Regions from separate parts of the Callithrix jacchus genome. Here region 2 is linked to region 1. Evidence: chromatin contacts called from public Hi-C data. All regions are on one chromosome and are shown on one strand. The core of a region is the stretch at or near the end of the contact, and the rest is flanking DNA. Distances in the headings are between cores, read along the strand shown.

What was found. Hi-C and Micro-C count contacts between places; a contact is called where the count stands out from the background.
Region 2: a Hi-C map of induced pluripotent stem cells shows a contact between it and region 1, with 1.9 times the contacts expected there. The contact joins the enhancer-like site here to the promoter of LOC144577844 in region 1. A contact is called at or near these places in 2 of 3 Hi-C or Micro-C datasets (induced pluripotent stem cells and skeletal muscle).

Annotation. Positions count from the first base shown.
Region 1 is chr9:14,160,336-14,167,789 of calJac240_pri, reverse strand. LOC144577844 reads right to left here and starts at 2,740. Exons shown (of 3, transcript XR_013522508.1): 1 at 1,860-2,740. It overlaps LOC144577845, which reads right to left. Exons shown (of 3, transcript XM_078338400.1): 2 at 4,672-4,797; 3 at 3,971-4,134. The coding sequence ends at 4,093.
Region 2 is chr9:14,257,065-14,264,518 of calJac240_pri, reverse strand. It overlaps ERC1 (ELKS/RAB6-interacting/CAST family member 1), which reads right to left. Exons shown (of 17, transcript XR_013522502.1): 2 at 3,435-3,851. Among named protein-coding and RNA genes, the nearest start is that of ERC1, 61 kb to the right of the region's middle. Within about 2 kb of position 3,833, at least 2 of the 16 cell types and tissues checked have an H3K27ac peak or open chromatin away from gene starts, as enhancers often do.

The DNA of each region.
Region 1 (7,454 bases), core at 1,491-3,990:
TTGTCCCAATTGTTTAAATCTATGTATAATTTAAAAGCCAAAACTAGACATTTTAAGTCTTCCTTCTAACTAATCCAAAGTCAAAACTATTCACTTTATCAAATGAATTAACTGAATATAGTTAATTAAATCTTTTATTTATAATTGTAAATTGGACCACACACTTTCTCACTTAATACCTATTATATCATGTTTCCCATACCTCTCTACAAGTACAAGTATTTGCTGGAAGACAATAATCTCTCAATAAGTAGGCACTTAGAAAAAGCAATGATCTGCAACTACTGAAATTCACATCTGTATATTTCTCTTTTGAGTTACAGGAAAGCACTTCTCTGGCTATTTTCCCAAATAACCTGGGTAAGTCTTGGGAAAGTCACTGCTTAAATCTCACTTCATGACAGTTTCTCTTCCTGCATAAATGAATTTTGAGAGCTATGTCTACTGCCATCCATTACATAATACATGTCATCGTGGGACCTGTTTTCTGAAGAAGAAATAGCTTAACTGACACTAACCAATAAGAAGGGCTAGTGAATACTGTAATCTAACAGGGAGCGGGAATCCAGAAAAGAAACCTCTGATTCACAGTGCTGAGCTGTGAAAGAGTGATATGGAGAACCTTGGCGCTGCTTACTCATAGCAACATTTCCACACGAAGTGAGACACATGCCCCCCAAATGTTTTCAAAGTACTTGACTCCAAGAACAGTTCTCAGAAATTGACGGGCCTACGAAAAAAAGTTTATTTCATCTTTAAAGTGTTTTAATACAGACTGCAATTAATATAACTGCAAAGGAGAAATAAAAATGCAACGATTTATGTGTTTAGACTATACGAGGTTCCATGGCAAAATTATTTAAAAAGAAAAAAAAATCCAACAATTTAACATTGAATACAAAATGTCTAAAAGTCAAGGTCTACTGAGCAACACGCTGTTAAGACGGTTGTACTTTAAAACATTTAAGCATTTTTCCTGTAATTAGCTCCAACAGAACTGTTCAAATTGTTCACTTTATCCACCCAAAGCAGTCATCCACAACCACCTGCAACTATTACTCAGAAATGTGTCTTCCAAAGCAACCACCTGAGTCTGGGGCCTTCTCGAAAGGGTCAATAAAGCCTAAGTATAAAGAGATATTTTAGGCACAGGGAAAAAAACAAAACAAACAAAAACTGGAAGACACCACCTTGAAGGAGCTAAGTGTAATGCGACCTATACCCAAATGGTGGGTGCCAGAACCAAGTTGTCTAAATCGAAGATCTCCCTCTTGGGTGTAAAACTTTCAGATCCATCCACGCTTACAATTTACCTGAGCCAAAGCAAGAGGATTGTCTTCCCTCTCCCACCTCCTCTCCCACCCCGCCAGAAGAAAAAGAATCGAACCCTAAAGTAGAAACGTGAGATCTAGTGCAATAGGTTCTCCAACTGCCTCAAAGGCAAACATGCAAGGCTCATCTTCCTTTTGAAATACAACACTTCATCTTTTATCTCACCATTTCATCAAAATGAAAAGAATCATCTTCATTTTACATCACTCACCTAACCCACAGATCCACCCTGACCGCACCCTAACCTCAAGGCTCCCTAATTTACCCGTCTCCCCACTACCTCGTCCGCAGTCTCACGACTCCTAAGCCTCCCACCCCTCGCTCCCAGAGTACCCAGAGCCCCTGTTCCCCGCCTCCCACCTCCCGCCCGGGGCTCCCCACATCTACCGCCTCGGCTCCCGCCCAATCCCAGAGCCTGGCTGGGTGGAGCCCGCGGGTGGGCGCCGGTGGTCCACGGGTCTGGGTGGGGCCGGCCCCTCCTCACCCTCGGGGCTGGCGAGGAGGGGGAGAGGGTCCCGAAGCCTCACCTACAGCTCCGCCCCTCCCTGGGGGCGCGCTGCCCTGCCCTGCCCAGCCCAGCCCAGCTCGGGCCGTGAGCAAGAAGCCGGGTAGGAAAGGCGAAAGCCTCAGCGCTAGCGACAGGGTGGAAGCTCTGGGTCCCGCGCGACTTCCGCACTGCCGCCGCTGCGGCCGTCTCACCCTCCTCGGGGCTGCCGCTGCTGCTGCCGCTGCCGCCCCGGCGCCGCCGCCGCCGCCACCACTACCACCACCGCCGCCGCCACAGCCACAGCACTGCCCGGGCGCCCGCGACGTCACTGTGCCCCGCCCCCTGCGCGAGACACCTAGTCCCGCCCTCAGCCCCGCCGCGGGACGCCGCGCGCCTCCCCGGGCTCCTGGCCTCGCTGCCTCGCTTTTTCTCAGCCCCCCGGGAGTGTGACGCGTCGGCCTGGGGACCTCCGGGCGCCTTCCGGGGCACGCCGGTGAGGGGCTGGGAAGCGGGGAAGATTCGGCGCCACGGTGGTGGATCGGTACCGAAACAGAACGATGGGCGCTTAGCGTCCTTGCGTACACACACACACTCTCACACACGACCCCTGAGGCCAAGGAAGGGAAGAGCCGGGGCCGGCTCTGCGAGCGCAGGGTGTTGTTTGTCTCCTCCTGCTTGCCGTAGGAAGTGGACGCTGGAAGCCGAGGAGCAGCGTCTTGTCTTCCCAAACCTAAGCGGCGCCCCACCCCCTTCTCGTGGCCCGTTACCCACGCCCGTGGCCGCAAGCGCAGCGGGAGCAGTGCTGGGATCATTCCGAGCTACCGGGTTAACGCTTTGTGCCAAGGAAGCTTTTTCCCCCTTAGCTTCGCAGAGCGTGGCCACGAAGTTAGTGGTCATCTGACCTGAGATGTGCGGGAGTGCGCACACGGGCATCGTCGAGGACCCCAGTACTGGACGTCGTGTTCTGTGGTGACCCGACCAGGACGTGGGGAGCGTGGGCGGAAATTAGTGTCCACGCTCCGACCGTGCACTGTGCCAAACACTGCTTCGGGAGCTGTTTATTTAGCCTCCGACAGCTAGGCGAGGGGGCGGGCAGCTGAGTCCTAGAGTCTGGCAACCCGATTTTCTCGTGCAGACTCGCAGCGGGTTTTGTTTTTTGTTTTGTGTGTGTGTGTGTGGTTTTTTTTTTTTTTTTGCAGCCATGCAGAGGGTAGCCATTAATGTAAGAATGTAGATAAGCTATCTCTAAACCAAGAAAGAACGGTGTGAATTATATTTATTCCCAGCCTTCCAGTGTTTTATTAAAATAATTTTTGGTGTCCTTGAGAGGAGTTACGACATCATTTTACTCCTGCTTACCCCAACCACCATAATTAGCCACTTTATGTTGCCTCATAATCCCTCCAACAAATTCCAGTCGCTCCTCAGCGTTCACATTCATTCACTCACCAGTTTCTACTGTTTCATCCTGCCCGGACTCTGTAATTGTTCGCTCCCAGGATCGACTCTCACTTGGATCGTTGCAGTTCCTGGGCCTGCTGTCATCTCCCCCTACAGTACTTCCTGCATATGACTACCAACTGTTAGACGATGTGCTGCCAGACCAGCATTTCATTTCTTGGACATCCGGCTAATTACCCAGGAAAAGTCATCCTTTAACTATTTTTCATGACCTTTCTCATCTGACTCGCGGTCCCCCCATCTTGTTACTCCCTAACAGTGTGGTAAGGTAAGAGAAAAGTTAACTAGGAGTCAATAGATCTTTCTGTTCTCAATATCCCACTGTCTACTTGTGTGGCCTCGGGCAAATCATTCTAATTCTGGTCTTACTTAACTGTAAAGTGAGGTTTGAAGTAGGTGTCTGAAATACATGGTGTCCTTAATATGTGGATCTGGAGAGTCACGTTACTAAGCACTAAGGTAAACACAGAAATACTGTCCTAACACCGATTCAGATTTTTATTTTTTGCCACCACACTGGCAAAAAATATAATTTCCCACCCTGCTCCAGATATCTTTTTTAAAACCTACATTTAGGATTTTTGATTAAAGCTAGCTAACTGAGCACATATATTTACTGCCTCTTCTTCCTGAAAACCAATTAAATGATGATAAATGAAAATGATACAAGATAGAAAATCAGGAGGGGGCCATCAGAAGATAGTTTTTTTAATTGACATGAAAAAAAAGTAAGTGTGGTCTGACAAAATAAAATGGAGAAAACCATAATGTAGAATGGGTGTAGATGGTATTGCAGAAATGAAGGAGACATATCAGCCCAGAAGTGCTTTAGGGAAACTGCGATTTGGAGATACCTATAAGACAGAGCAAGAGTGAGAAGCAGGGTTGAGAACAGGTAGAGTAAATAAAGGTCTGTACAAGGAAGAGCAGAACCCTCCCTATAGCTCAGAAACAATGTCTAGGCATTTGTCGCAGGCTAAAATTAAGCATTCTCATAATCTGGGGAGATTTGGGACAACTGAGTATTGAATGGCCTAAGACTAAAGCATTCTTTATCCTAGCACAGTAGCTGGTTTCCTACCCACTCCTACTTCACTTGAAAGTGAAGTTGGGCAGGTCGACAGGAAATTCCTGCTATGGTTTGGATATGTTTTTTTTTTTTTTTTTTTTTTTTTTTTTTGTCTCCACCAAATCTCATGTTGATATTTTATCCCAAGTGTGATAGTCTTGGGAGGTGGGGCCTGGTAGAAGGTGTTTGGGTCATGGGGGCAGATTCTTCATGAATGACTTGGTGTCATTCTTGCAGTAGTGAGTTCTCACACTTGCAAAACTACATTGATTATCAGGAAAATTGATTTGTTCCTTCGGTTTGTTGTAAAACCAGGACTCACCTCGGGTTTGATCTCTCTTTGCATGTGCACAGACACTTTCCCTTGATCTCCTCCACCATGTTTTGATGCAGCACAAAAGCCCTCACCAGAACTGAGCAGATGCCTCTGTCTTGCTTCTTGTACAGCCTGCAGAATCATGAGCTAAATAAACACGTTTTCTTTATAAATTACCCAGCCACGGGCATACCTTTATAGCAACATAAAATAGACTAAGACATCTCCCAAGGTCACAAGACTCCTCATCAGCATTCCAACTGCCTCATCTTATATATGAACAGACAACTAAGAATTATTAGATATTTAAGAGAAGTCTCATCCAAGTCACAGCACCAGAAGAAAAAGAAAAAGAATTCTTCTATGTGGAGTGTCGGGGAGATAAACAGAAACTTCAGAGATTTTAGAAAACCTAACTAGTATGCTGGCATACACGGATGAAGTAACATCCAAGATTTAAAAGTAGATCTTGGCCGGGCACAGTGGCTCATGCCTATAATCCCAGCACTTTAGGAGGCCAAGGTGGGCAGATCACCTGAGGTCAGGAGTTCAAGACCAGCCTGGCCAACATGGCGAAACCCTAACTCTACTAAAAATACCAAAATTTGCCTGGCATGGTGGCAGATGCCTGTAATCCCAGCTACCCAGGGGCTAAGGCAGGAGAATTACTAGAACTCGTGGGGCAGAGGCTGCAGTGAGCCAAGATTGCACCACCGTACTTCAGCCTGGGCCACAGAGCAAGACTCTGTCTCAAAAAAGTAGATCTTGAAATGTAAGAAATTGGCCAAATTATAAATTTAATTAAAGTATTGAAAGATAAAGTCACTGAACTTTAAAAAAAAAAAAAAATAGAAGCCTGGGGAACATAGTGAGACCCCATCTCTATAAAAATTTTTAAAACTTAGCCAGGTATGGTGATGAACACCTGTGGTCCTAGCTACTCAGGAGGCTGAGGCAGGAGAATCGCTTGAACCCAGGAGGCAGAGGTTGCAGTGATCCGAGATTGCATCATTGCACTCCAGCCTGTGTGACAGAGCAAGACTCCATCTCAAAAAAAAAAAAAAAAAAAAAGTCTGGGCACAGTGACTCACGCCTGTAATCCCAGCACTTTGGGAGGCCAAGGCAGGCAGATCACCTGAGGTCTGGAGTTCAAGATCAGCCTGGCCAACACGGCAAAAACCCATCTCTACTAAAAATACAAAAATTAGCCAGGCGTGGTAACAGGCACCTGTAATCGCAGCTACTCAGGTGGCTGAGGCAGGAGAATCACCTGAACCCAGGAGACAGAGGTTACAGTGAGCCGAGATTGCACCATTGCACTCTAGCCTGGGCAACAAGAGCAAAACTCCATCTCAAAAAATAAAAACTTAAGAAAAGTTTTTTAAAAAGAGTCACTTAAACATGTGCTCAAGCAAAATGAGGGAGAAATCAGGGTATCTGACAACATCCAGTAATCACTAGATCCAATTCAGGAAAACAATCTAAGTTAGTTCTTGGAAGTTCCAATCTAACTAAGTTAGATTGGAACAGAAGGATAGAAGTTGTGGGAGAGAAAACTCCTGAAAAAGAGAAAATTTAACAGAATAATTGGTTATTATGATTTTAAAAAAAAAAGAATATGCTGCTTTTAGGGGTTTCAACTTTTACACCCAACCCATTAACTAACTGTAGATAATCTTGCTATCATTAAAACAGTTTAGGCCAGACACAGTAGGTAGCTTACATCTGTAATACCAGCACTTTTGGATGCTGAGACGGGTAAATCATTAGAGGACAGGAATAACAGACTACCCCAGGCAACACAGCAAAATGCTGTCTCTACAAAAAACTTAAAAAATCAGCTGGGCATGGTGGCACACACCTGTAGTCCTTAGTTACTTGGGAGGCTAAGATGGGAAGATCCCTTGAGCCCAGGAGTTCAAGGCTGCATTGTACTATAATGGCACCATTCTCTAGCCAGGGCAACAGAGCAAGACCCTGTCTCAAAAATAAAAACAAAAAACAGGCTGGGTGGGGTGGCTCACTCCTGTAACCTCAGCACTTTGGGAAGCTGAGGCAGGAGGACTGCTTGAGCCCGGGAATTCAAAGCCATCCTGGGCAACAAAGTGAGATACTGTCTCTATTTAAAAAAAAAAAGTGGTGCTTGAACAATTGTATTTCACATGCAAAAGAGTGAACCTAAACCCCTACCTCACATACATAAAAATTAATTCAAAATGAATCAAAGACCTAAATGGAAAGCTAAAACTGAAATACTCATAGAAGAAAATACAGGTATAAATCATGACTTTGGATTAGGCAATAGTTTCTTAGCTGAGACCAAAAGCACAAGTAACAACAGAAAAAAATTAATTGAGGCCAGGTGCAGTGGCTCATGCCTATAATTCCAGCACTTTGGGGGACCCAAGGTAGGAGGATCACTTGAGCCCAGGAGTTTGAGAGACCAGCATGGGCAACATAAAGAAATCCCCATGTTTACAAAAAAATTAAAAGATTAGCTGGGTGTTGAAATGGAAAAAAAGACAAAAAATTAAAAATTGTGAAAACATTGAAGAGGAAAAAATAAAATAAAATTTAAAAAAGATTAGCTGGGCCTATTGGCAGGCACCTATTGTCCCAGCCACTTGGGAGGCTAAGACAGAAGGATCCCTCAAGCCCAGGAGATCAAGGCTGTAGTGAACCATGATTGTGCCACTGTACTCTAGCCTGGGTAGCAGACCAGGACCCTCACTCCAAAAAAATAAAATGAATTGGACTTCATCAAAATATAAAATTTTTGTATTGTTCAG
Region 2 (7,454 bases), core at 2,584-5,083, 96 kb before region 1:
ATCATAAACTGTCTTCATAACTTTCTCCATACCCAGCAATTTCCTTTCAATGCTGATTCACAGAATATTCACATAGACACATTGAACGACAAAGCTAACATGGGAAATACCAACAATGTTCATACCTCAGCTGAGATGACAACAAAATGAATGGCCATGGTTATTATATCTGTGAATACACAGAGAAACAAATACCAGGACTGCTGCTTTGCTGATAGAAACTGTTAAGATGAAACCAAGTATTAAGACTTAACTCGGCCAGGCGCGGTGGCTCAAGCCTGTAATCCCAGCACTTTGGGAGGCCGAGGCGGGTGGATCACGAGGTCAAGAGATCGAGACCATCCTGGTCAACATGGTGAAACCCCGTCTCTACTAAATATACAAAAAATTAGCTGGGCACGGTGGCGTGTGCCTGTAATCCCAGCTACTCAGGAGGCTGAGGCAGAAGAATTGCCTGAACCCAGGACGCGGAGGTTGCGGTGAGCCGAGATCGCACCATTGCACTCCAGCCTGGGTAACAAAAGCAAAACTCCGTCTCAAAAAAAAAAAAAAGACTTAACTCAATTTCATTGTTAAAATAGGGAAAGCTGTGACCTTTAGAACTGATTAGATGCCAATTTTTTAAAAGATGGACAATAATTCAATAAATAATGAAATTTTTGGATACCCTAACACTACTAGCCCATAATTCTTCTGCTTCTGGATACGCCAGTGATATTCTGTACATCTCCAGCAGTCATTTCAAGTCCCTACTCCCTAACCTAGATTACAGCAGTTAAATTACTCCCTTGTTCATTCTTGTCTCTCCTTCCTCCATTTATTCTCAGCACAACCAGAGTAAATTTTAAAAGCTAAATCAGATTGTGTCACTCCCTTAATTAAACATTCAAATGGTTTTCTCTCCCATTTTGAATAAAATTGTTGCATTATCTGCAAGAACCATAAAGACAGGTACTTTTCCTCAAAGACAGCATGGATTTTGTTTTGTTTGCTGCTATATCCTTAGTGTTGTGCACATGGCTGATTCCAAGAAACATGTGATGTGAATCTGACTCTGGCTACCTCTCCAACTTCACATCTCATTAAGTCTTCCCCTTACAGTATATTCTTGCCCTCCAGCCTCCCTCCTGTTTCCTCAAAACTCCTTCCTACAAGGCCTTTGAAACTGCTAGTACTTCTTCATGACATGATTTTACTCAAATGCTCAGCAAAGCTGGCTTCTCTTCAGATCTCAACTGAAAGGGCACCTCCTAAAGGACACTTACCCTATTACAAAATCCCCTTCCCAACATAACACTCCACCCAGAAAGTCTTATTGAACAGTGCTGATGCCCAGTATTCCACCTTTGCAAGAGAAAAAAAGAAACAGAAATAATGAAGGAATGTATAAATAATAAAAATAGGGGTCGGGTGCAGTGGCTCACGCCTATAATCCCAGCACTTTGGGAGGCCGAGGCGGGTGGATCACAAGGTCAAGAGATCGAGACCATTCTGGTCAACATAGTGAAACCCTGTCTCTACTTAAAATACAAAAAATTAGCTAGGCATGGTGGCGCGGGCCTGTAATCCCAGCTACTCAGGAGGCTGAGGCAGGAGAATTGCCTGAACCCAGGAGGTGGAAGTTGCAGTGAGTCGAGATCGCGCAATTGCACTCCAGCCTGGGTAACAAGAGCAAAACTCTGTCTCAAAAAATAAATAAATAAAATAAAAATGGGGCTGGGCACAGTAGCTCAAGCCTGTAATCCCAGCACTCTGGGAGGCAGAAGCAGGCAGACCACCTGAGGTCAGTAGTTTGAGACCAGCCTGGCCAACATGGTGAAACCCTGTCTTTACTAAAAATACAAAAGTTAGCTGGCACGCACCTATATTCCCAGCTACTTGGGAAGCAGAGACAAGAGAATCGCTTGAACCCGGGAGGCGGAGATTACAGTGATCCAAGATTATACCACTGCACTCCAGCCTGGAACAGAGCAAAACTCTGTCTCAAAAATAATAATAATAATAATAATAATAATAAAGGGCCAGGTATGGGCGTACTGCCTGTAATCCCAGTACTTTGGGAAGCCAAGGTGGGAGGATTGCTTGAGGCCAGGAATTCAATACCAGCCTAGGAAACATAGAGACTGTCTCTACAAAAATTTTTTTTTTATTTTAAAAACTACATGGCATGCACCTGTAGACCTAGCTACAGGGAGGCTAAGGCAGAAGGCTCGCTTAAGTCCAGGAGTTCAAGGCTGCAGTGAGCCATGATTGTGCCACTGTACTCCAGTCTAGGTGACAGAGTGAGACCCTATCTCTAAAAATAAAAATTTAAAATTAAAAAAAAAAATGACTGGAAGCATACATATAACAAAAGTTAACGATTATTACTAGGTAGCAATACCTTGGATTATAAGTTTTTATTAATCTATTTCCTAATTTTACAATAGATTTCCAGTGTAATAAAATCATGTTTTTAAAAAACAATTATGCTCTACTTCAAAAATAAAAATGGCCCTCATTGTAAATAAATATTTCAGACTTTTGACAAAAGGAAAAATTATAGAACAACCTATAAACTTAAAAGTATTTTTTCAATTATTATTTTGCTGCTTTGGGAATATGCCATTTTTTTAACCTCCTTCTTCACATTTCATTTAAAAGAAATTATTCAGACTCATACTAACACAAATTGGGGTTTTATTTTCCCCTGCCCAAATGTGAAAATTATCTGAAGTCTGACCATATATAGAAAAATCATGGCTATTAATTTTTTTAATTCAATATAAGATGATTTCTTCCTTTATGTCTTCTTAAAATGATACATTATTTAGAAAAATAAAAAATTATCACTAGTCACCCAGGTCAGCTAAAAATAAGTAACACCGTGTCTCTAAGTAACACCGTGTCTCTACATCACTCTTTCCAGCTATGCCTCCATGGCAGCCAATGCTTTTTATCACGTATCTTTTACAGCAAGGCAACAGTTTCCATGGAAACCACAGGGCAAATATCCATTATTGCTGCCAAGGACTTTTATAAGCAAACATAAGCTGAGATAACTGCTTACACTCTTTTATTAATATTTTTAAACTGAGCAATAGCTACTCTGATTCTGGTTTTGTTGTGTTTGTTGTCTCTATGGACAAATCTAGAAATGAGTGAAAAATGAAGAAAATTCTGTACCCCTCTAAGCAACAAAAGAACTCTCGAAATCAGGGGAGCAGGAGAGAAAAGACCCAGAAAGTCACTAAGCCAGCATACATACCAGACAATGTCATCCCATACAACAGAGCAAATCAGAATAGAAATCAGTGACGCACTTAAATACAAAAGATGAAATTCTCTTCCACTAGCAGAGCAGAGTATGTACATTAATCGGGGCCAAGATGCTGATTAATCAGGAAAAAAAAAGACAATCAATAAATCATAAAAATAAAAAAGTAGTCACATACCTCTCTCAACATATTGTTCTCTTTTTCCTTCTGTTCTAAAAGGCTTTCTAGGTGGTGAACGTGCATCTCTGCCTCTGCCAGTCGTCTTGTTCTCTCATGGTCTTCCTCAGTAGCCTTGGCAGAAAGTCCTTTGCTCTGCAACATCTCCAGAAGCTTCTTGATGGATTCATCCCTAGCATTTAGGGTCTGCTTTTGAGTCTCAATACGCAGCTCCATTTCCTCCAATGTCTTTCGAAGAAGAAATAGCTCTTTGGCCTGCCGCTCATGCTCAGCATGAAGCCTCTGAAAGTTCTCCTCCGTCAGCTCTGCTACACAAGGTTCGCCAGTCCTACTGCTACTATCTTGCTGAAACAGCTGATTCAGGTCCCTCTGGATCCGCAATTCATCCTGAAGAGCCTGGATCGTCATCTGCATGTGCTAGAACCAAGACAAAAAGAAAACCCCAAATCAGCTTTCCTCCTCAAGTAGCAAATCAGAGCAGACTGCAGGAATCAAAAATAGCTACAAGAAATCTGCATCTAGCAAATTAGAATTCACCTTATTCTGTTTTACAGGTCCTTAAAAAATGATTGAGATAATAGGCAAAATGTCAGTAATTTAACTTGGGTTTATTCCCAACAGAGAGCAAAACAGTATGGCACTCCTCACTTTGCATAAATGATAATAAAAACACTGTTCAAAATTAATAGAAGGTATTACACAGAAACTAAAGTTGAGTGAATGCAGGAAATGGGAAATCTACAGGAATATGAATACATTCATTCAAAAAATTTCATCCAAAAATACAAAGGGTGGCCAGGCATGCGGGCTCACACCAGTAATCCCAGCACTTTCAGGGGCCGAGGCAGGCAGATCACCTGAGGCCAGGAGTTCAAGACCAGACTGGTCAACTTGATAAAACCCCATTTCTACTAAAAGTACAAAAATTGGTTGGGCGCAGTGGCTCATACCTGTAATCCTAGCACTTTGGGAGGCCAAGGCAATCAGATCTCGAGGTCAGGAGTTTGAGATCAGCCTGGCCAACATGGTGAAACCCCATCTCTACTAAAAATATAAAAATTAGTCAGGCATGGTAGCACGCACCTATAATCCCAACTACTCCGGAGGCTGAAGCAGAATAATTGCTTGAACTTGGGAGGTGGAGTTTGCAGTGAGCCAAGATCAGGCCACTGCACTCCAGCCTGGGTGACAAAGCAAGACTCTGTCTCGAAAAGAAAAAATAGCAAAGCATAGAAAAACACAAAATGACTTTTAAGTATTATAAACATTAAATAATAAATATTAACATTTAACAAGTGGTTTGTATATGCCAGATTGTGCCACACATTTTTATGTTATTCAATCTTCATGATGACACATGATGACCTTTATTATTTTACTGTAGTAAAACCCTTAATGTGACATCTACTCTAACAACTTTTAAGTGTACAATACATTATCACTGCCGACAGGTACAATGTTGTACATCAAATCTCTAGAGCTTATTCATCTTAACCAAAAGTTTATGCCCATTGATTAGTAATTCTCTATTTCCCCCCATCCCCGGCAACTACCATTACACTTTTTGATTCTGTGAATTTAACTATTTTAGAAACCCAACACATGTACTATTGCTTAATTTTATAGATAAGGGCACTAGGCTGAGAGAGGTATAAGCACTTGCCCCAGATCACACAGTAAGTTATAGAGCTGGCATTCAAAGCAATCCTTGCAGCCCACTGAAACTAGAACCAAGACAAAAAGAAAACCAAATTTTGCTACTACAGGAGCTACCGTAGTAACAAAAACAGAGCAGACTGAGGACATCAAAACTAGTAATATCCAAAGATGATAATACAGCAAAGTTTTTTTTTTTAGTTAGAATATGCAAAGCTTTTTATACAGGGGACAATACAACAATAAAAGATCATTCCTTGTATTCAAGGCCTAGGAGTGTACCATACTGGGAAGAACACTAAACTGTGATGAAAAAACGTGAGTTTTGGTTCTGGCTCTCACACTGACTAGTTATGACATTTAGACATGTCACCATCTTTCTGGGTTTCAGGTTCCTCATACTTTAAATGAGGGTATAAATACCTGCATTATCCATTCAAAAAATCTTTTTTATTAAACAAGGTGCCTGCTGTATTAATTTGTTTTCACACTGCTGATAAAGACATACCCAAAACTGGAAACAAAAAGAGGTTTAGTTGAACTTACAGTTGCACATGCCTGGGGAAGCCTCAGAATCATGGTGTGGGGCAAAAGGCACTTCTTACATGGCAGCAGCAAGAGAAAATAAGGAAGAAGCAAAAGCAGAAACCCCTGATAAACCCATCAGATCTCATAACACTTATTCAGTATTCCGAGAATAGCATGGAAAAGACCAGCCCCTATGATTCAACCACCTCCCGCTAGGTCCCTCCTACAACATGTGGGAATTCTGGGAGATACACTTCAAGTTGAGATTTGATTAGGGACATAGCCAAACCATTACCACCTGCCAATGTTTTTCAGCCTTAAAAAGAAAGAAATTCTTATACATGCTACAACATGGATGAACCTTAAAGACACTGTGCTAAGGGAAATAAGTTGATCACAAAAAGACAAACACTGTACATATCCATTTACATGAGGTATTAGAGCAGTCAAATTGATAAAGAATGAAATAGAACAGTGGTTGCCAGGACGCAGGAGGAGGAGGAAATGAGGAGTTATTGTTTAATGGATATAGAGTTTCAATCTGTCGAGATGAAAAAGAGTTCTGGAGATAGATGGTGGTGATTTCACAACAACATGAGTATACTACTAGACTGCACACTTGAAAATGGTTAAGACAATAAATTTTATATGTATTTTGCCATAATAAAAACTTGGAGAGAAGATGTCTTTCATATGATTCCACTTATGGAGAGATATTTTCTCATTTTTCACTATTTCACTAGATGCACCTTCACATATGTATCTTTATACATGAACCCATATTTTTTTGGGAAAAAATTCTCAAAGAAGGAAATACTGGATCACAAAGTATGCAGAATTGTCATTTTGATACATATTACAAGTTATTTCTATATGTATCTTTGTATATCTACTTTTGTGACTCCTCTCTTCTTGTTCTTTGCCCATTTTGCCATTGAACATTTTTTTCCTAATCCATTTTAAGAGTTCTTCATATCAGGAAAATAATCTTTCACTTGCTGTGTATGTTACAAATATTTTTCCAAATCTGTTATTTTTAACATTTTTATGATGACTTTTAATAAATATTTTGTTTTTTATTACAAAGACAATGACATTTTCTTTTACTATTTCTGGTTTGGGTACTATGCTTTTAGCAAGCAGTGAAATTTCAATTCTGGTAGTCGTCAAACTCTTGAAAAGCACTGCTATTTCTTCAAAGAATAAACTTTTTTAAAAAAAATCATGGACCGGGTATGGTTCCAGCACTTTGAGAGGCCAAGGTGGGCAGATCACGAGACCATCAAGAGATCAAGACCATCCTGGCCAACATGGTGAAACCTCGTCTCTACTAAAATACAAAAAATTAGCTGTGTGTGGTGGTGCATGCCTGTAGTCCCAGCTACTCAGGAGGCTGAAGCAGGGGAATCACTTGAAACCAGGAGGCATATATTGCTGTGGGCCAAGATATCGCACCACTGCACTTCAGCCTGGTGAAAGAGCAAGACTCCATCACAACGAAAATAAAAATCAGGTATTTAAATTTACAAATATAAATTTAAAAATGCATTTCACTACCAGCATCATCTTTTAAAGATTAACAGCTGCTGGAGTTCAAAAGACCCTCAATAAAAAGATGCATCAAAATCTGAAGCCTAGATTATTTCCCCTGGAAGTCAAAAAAATCCTAACACTCCTAGGTGAATATATCCCAAAGGGAAACACCAGAAGTTAAATACAACAGGGAAGCTGATTTCTCGGTATGACTGTTCCTTCTTTTTTCTTTCTTTTTTTTTTTTTTTTTGAGACGGAGTTTCGCTCTTGTTACCCAGGCTGGAGTGCAATGGCGCGATCTCG